Linked DNA regions of Mus musculus: region 1 is linked to region 2. Evidence: chromatin contacts called from public ChIA-PET data. All regions are on one chromosome and are shown on one strand. The core of a region is the stretch at or near the end of the contact, and the rest is flanking DNA. Distances in the headings are between cores, read along the strand shown. Region 1 holds the start of Dhx29 (DEAH (Asp-Glu-Ala-His) box polypeptide 29). Region 2 holds the start of Esm1 (endothelial cell-specific molecule 1).

Region 1 (2,700 bases), core at 83-2,582, 280 kb before region 2:
CACTGTGCTGGGGTTACAGTGCTCACACTTTTTATGTGGGTACTAGAGATTTGAAACTAGGTCCTCATTCTCAAACAGAAAGCTGTCTTTTACACTGGCCATGTCCTCAGCCCTAGAGCAATGATTTTTTAAATTAATTAATTTATGACTGGATTCCAGGTAAGAAGCAGAAAGACATAGCTTTTTTTTTTTTTTAAACCAGTACTTTGCAACTACTCATGTAATAACGGACCGAATCAATCATCAAGTGTAAAACGCTAACGGAAGAGAAAACTAGTTTGACCGAGTGTCATAGGGGCACTCTGGGAATTCCAACCCTAAGGACCTGAAATAAGAGGATCTCGAGTTCGAGGGCTGCCCAACTTACATAGCGATATCCTGAATCTGACTTTATTATTATTATTATTATTATTATTATTATTATTATTATTATTAATTTATTTTGGGAAAACTACAACTTGGAGATTAAATCTCTTCCTTCGGTAGCGATTTGCCTTCGCGGTTTAAGAACCCCCTACATGTCTTCCCCCTTGGCTCATCTAGTGCCTCGCTGCTTAAAGACTATGTGAGAGGTTTTGTGGGTGACAAGCCCCGCCTCGCAAGCAAAGCCGTACCTGGCCTGCTAAGCTGGGGTTACAGCCAAAGCATGGCCTAAGGAAGCCACGCTGCGGCCGGACAGGCACGAACACCGAGACCGCCCTCCCTCCCGCAAAATCAACCTTTCCTCTCTCCCCAACGGTTTTTTTTTTTTTTCCCCTCAATCTCCTTAGCCTCTTGACTCCATTCAAACACTTTCTGTGCTCCTCGTCTGAGTCGTGTTTCCTTTACCGGCATCAAAAACAAGAAGAACGAGAAGAAAAAGAGCTCAGAGGTTTTCCTTACCCGGCCTTGTCTGCAGACCCTGGTGGCCCCTTCCATTTCTCTTTCTCTTTGTCTTTCTTGGCTCCTGCTGCAGAGGTCGAATCATCCTCGAAAACGCTGAAAAGCTCATCCCCGAAAGCATCCGCCATCTTTCGGAACTCTGAGACCGAATCTCCCTCCTACCCAAGAGGCCCCGCGACCGTACCCTACAGTGACGCCGAATGGGGGGACTCGACGGTGGCCCGGAGGAGTCAAAAGTGAGCGAGCCTTGAGCCCCGCGTGACTTTTCTCCTTTCTAGTCTGGGTCCTGCCCCTTTTCTCTTCCAACCACTGCGAGTCCGGCAGTTCAATGACTAAAAACTTAGCGACCAGTGGCGCACGACAGCAGCCATGCCGCTCGCTCCCGGGAGCCGAGAGGCGGAGTCTGAGGACACGGGCCAATTGAGCCGGAGCCCCAGCCGCGGAGCCCGGATGGAGGAGGCTGGGTGGAGGCGTGGGAGCCGGCAAACGTGAAGAGCTCTCGGGCTTCTGCTGTGCCGCAGCGGGGATCTGGATCTGGAAGACTACTCTCCTGCAGCTGAAACATGGGCGGCAAAAATAAGAAACACAAGGCGCCGGGAGCTGCGGCGATGCGGGCCGCCGTGTCTGCTTCCAGAGCCAGAAGTGCAGAGGCCGGAGCTGTTGGGGAAGCCCAGAGCAAGAAGCCGGTGGCCAGGCCGGCGCCCGCCGTCCCCACCGGCGCCCGGGAGCCCCGAGTGAAGCAAGGTAAGCCCTGACCCAGTGCCCAGCCTTCTGCCCTCAGACCCTGCTTCTTGTCCAGCAAAGACTCACAACGTGAGCTGATGAGATCCAAACTTAGACATCTTCCACACCTGAGCAGTGGGTGGGGTGGCCTTGTAGATCGGTCTAAGGGCCTTTGGCCATTAAAGTTACAAAAGTAACTCTGTTACAGCGTGGCTTCGCCTTTCTAACTCACTCTTTTTTTTTTTTCTTTCTCCTTCTAAGAACGGAGTCATGGCATCTGCTGTTGTTCAGCAGGAATCCACTCTGAGCTGTCAGAACAGCCGCTCCGCTAGTTAAGAGAGTTGTTAAGGGAAGTGCTTCTGGCTTGATGCAGCTCCATGTTCTGTCAGATCTTAATGTCTTCTTCAGCATCTATCTACATAAATATCCTTGTATGTTCCAGAAAAGTCAGTGTTTCCTAAGAATAACCACACTTTACACATTGGACACTGGATTGACTTACAGTAAAATTCTATGCTTGTCAAATCCTTGCATTTTTTTGCTTACCCTGCAGATTGATTTGATAACTTGAAGGTGATTAGTTACGGCCACTCTTTCAGCTAGTTTCAAAAACATCAAAATTATATGTTGTTTTGTTCTGTTTGATCTGTTTGCTTGCAGTAATTTTTTTCTATAACAAAAAACTTGCAAGCATATGTGCTTATTGATACATAAATACCAAGCATCTGACTGGTGATAATAAGACCGAAAAAAATGGAAACCTTCGCTCCAGAGCAGCTTAGGAATCTAATTTACTAATCACACAGACAGTCGTGCTTTATAGTTGTTAAGCTTCAGAGAGAGAGAGAGCATGCCCATGAGTGTTTAGCAGGGTGTTTTGTTTCGGTTTTTTTCCCCCCAATGGTGAGGAGTCATGAAAAGTGATAGTTGAGCTGAAATTAGAAGCTGTCTAGAAGTTAATCCTGTAAAGCATGGTAGGAATAACATTCCCAAGATCTTGAGTTAAGAAAGAGCTTGGAGGGGGCTGGAGAGATGGCTCAGTGGTTAAGAGCGCTGACTGCTCTTCCAGAGGTCCTGAGTTCAATTCCCAGCAAC
Region 2 (2,700 bases), core at 63-2,562:
AGGCTTTCAGAGGTCAAACACTCTAAAGCCATGAGCTCTCAACAGAAGACGAGGAGTTCTGTGGATGCACCACAGTCAGTTTGTGACAGACAGGAGTTACCCGCTTCGCTGGGTCATTTCTTTACCAGTCGGTAGTGACTTTATCTTTTTGTTGACAAATTGGGTTGGGAGCTAAAAATGGAACACAGCATTAGTGTGAGGACTTTTCTGTCTGCTCTGACATCTAGCATCCCCTTGTTGCACAAGCCTGGCTACACAAGGTCCTGGGCCAGCCAATACTTTGAGAGGACTATTGTTTTCCTTGGTGGGGCCACACTGTGTCCCTCCATAGCATGAAGACCTTGTTTCCTGGTGGGTAATGTTTTTCCTTCCCCATGACTTGCCTTTCTGGAGCTGTGTTCCGATTTCCCTGCTGGCTCACTTGTTTCTTTGGGCTTACTGCCTTGTTTGGGAAGTTTGAAGCAAGAGCTCCGATAGATGCCAGGAGGTGAGAGGAAGGACCGGGTGGATGCAGTCATTGGACACACAGACTTGGTGATGGATGAGCCTTCTCGCCAGGGGGTTTGGGTCAGGAGCAGTCCAACTGACAAGTTTTTCCAGAACTGAGTAATTCAGTAACAATGCCGGGACAACCTTCTCTCTCTCTCTCTCTCTCTCTCTCTCTCTCTCTCTCTCTCTATTGATTAAAAAAAAATGCTAAGCTGTAGCATATCTGACTAAACACAGCAACAGCAAGGACAGACTTGAACATGGATAGCATAAATACTTTAGAGATAACAACAGAGGAGGAACTTGTGAGGAAGGAAGAAGTCTTTAAAAGGCTTCTATCCAAATATTTTCCTTCTTCTAAGTCTTGAAAAAACACAATATATAACTATTTCTTCTTCCAAATGATCTCATAGCTATTTATTGAGGAAAATGCCAAATTATTATTATTATTATTATTATTATTATTATTATTATTATTACTATTATTATCATCATCATTTACTTGATAGATGCTTCTGGCTTGATTTATGTCTATGTCAGTCTCCTCCGTGCTAAGGGACTCTGAGACAAAGCTACATCCTAAGTGTTATGTTGGTGTCAGAGCAATTCCTGTGCAGTAGGGGGCTATGCTATGCAACCTTCGTTATTCCCCCTTCTCAGATGTCCTTGAGTCTTTGAGACGGATGTGAGCAGAGTTTTTCAGCCCTCATGCAAAACAACCATCTAAACATAACAGATGACATCAGCTTGGGCTTTTCAATTCCTGGATGGCAGCAGCGTGTTAATCCAGCCTTCATCCTGGATTTCATAAACTAAAACAAGAGAGGCTGGCAAGAGCACAGCGCTGCTGCTGGGTTGAGGAAATTGATGACGGGGAAGCATGCGGGCAACACAGTGTATAAAACTCATAACCGTGTAGGCTGAAGCTCAGCTACTACTTTGGACGGCTGCTTCCCTCCAGCAAAGACCACGACGGCAGGGAGCTGAGCAGGAGCCAGCTGCGAGACATGAAGAGCCTCTTGCTGCTGACCACACTCCTGGTACCTCTGCACCTGGGCATGGCCTGGAGCGCCAAATATGCGGTGGATTGCCCGGAACATTGTGACAAAACTGAGTGCAGAAGCAGCCTGCGTTGCAAGAGGACAGTGCTGGATGACTGTGGCTGCTGCCAGGTGTGCGCCGCGGGACCTGGAGAAACCTGCTACCGTACAGTCTCAGGCATGGACGGGGTCAAGTGTGGTCCGGGGCTGAAGTGTCACTTTTACAGCGAGGAGGATGATTTTGGTGACGAGTTTGGTATCTGCAAAGGTAAAGAGCGACTCTTTGCTTCCCACCGTGCAGGGCTCCCGGAGGGTATTTAGTCAGCCTGAGGAGGTGCGTGTTCCTTCCTCTGAACAACCAGGGAGGATGCTTGGATGCAGGTGGTGTGCTTGATAGAGAGAAAAAGGATATCTGCCGGGAGGTTTGGAAAGCAGCGTGCAGAAGTCACAAGGGCTGCAGCATCCCGTTCACTGCATGCATTCAGATTTGAGAAGGGAAGTTGCAGTTGGTAGCTTGTGTGTCTTCTTTTTCTGAGAGGCTTTAGAAATCTGACAGGTAGCCTGTTACAAATGCTTAAGGTGTCTGTTCCCCTGGAAGCCAATGATTCCAGAGGTCCTCCTGAGATAACCTCTTAAAGCTGTTTCTAGCTCCCCAGATTTCACCAGCCTTTGATCTTGAAAGAGTTCACCGGGAGGAGTGCCTTACTCAGGCTCAAGTATTTCTGATGAGCACTAATGTGCTTTATGGCATAAGGTGGGCTTAAGTCAGGCAACAAAATAACTCATGCTCTTGCAAGAGGGTCCCCTGAAGTATAAAATAAGCCTAGCTTAACTTTTAAAATGTTTCTGTTAGGCAGAAAGTAGCAGATGTTGTAAGACAAGCAGAAATAATAGTAACCTAAAAGTCTGTTTTTTTTAAAAAAGGTGACTCTTTTATAGATTTAAAGAAAAGAAGTGAAATTATAATTAAGACAGAAACCAGAGCTAAATGATGCCTTGATTTGTCTGTGGAATTTATTTTCAAACCTAGTGACTAAATTAATATTTTTAAATGAATAAAAATAAAAGAAAAGGTTATTTAAAAGTCTGCATACATAGATGCTATATAATCTTATCACAATATGCTATCATGGTTAAAAAAAAAAAAAAAAAAAAAACAGCGTGCTCATTC

Evidence for each region. ChIA-PET counts read pairs in DNA pulled down with a chosen protein or histone mark.
Region 1: an RNA polymerase II ChIA-PET map of effector CD8 T cells shows a contact between it and region 2, with 36 read pairs. The contact joins the promoter of Dhx29 here to the promoter of Esm1 in region 2. A contact is called at or near these places in 2 of 39 promoter capture datasets (the 3T3-L1 cell line and hippocampal neurons), 3 of 115 datasets of contacts at active chromatin or transcription factors (the SCID.adh cell line, effector CD8 T cells and memory CD8 T cells) and 1 of 9 other capture datasets (adipose tissue).

Annotation. Positions count from the first base shown.
Region 1 is chr13:112,926,348-112,929,047 of GRCm38.p6, forward strand. Dhx29 (DEAH (Asp-Glu-Ala-His) box polypeptide 29) reads left to right here and starts at 1,333. Exons shown (of 27, transcript NM_172594.3): 1 at 1,333-1,626. The coding sequence starts at 1,446. It overlaps Mtrex (Mtr4 exosome RNA helicase), which reads right to left and starts at 1,033. Exons shown (of 27, transcript NM_028151.2): 1 at 883-1,033. The coding sequence starts at 1,010.
Region 2 is chr13:113,208,347-113,211,046 of GRCm38.p6, forward strand. Esm1 (endothelial cell-specific molecule 1) reads left to right here and starts at 1,313. Exons shown (of 3, transcript NM_023612.3): 1 at 1,313-1,797. The coding sequence starts at 1,497. The region is part of intron 2 of Gm41069 (a long non-coding RNA gene); the gene reads right to left.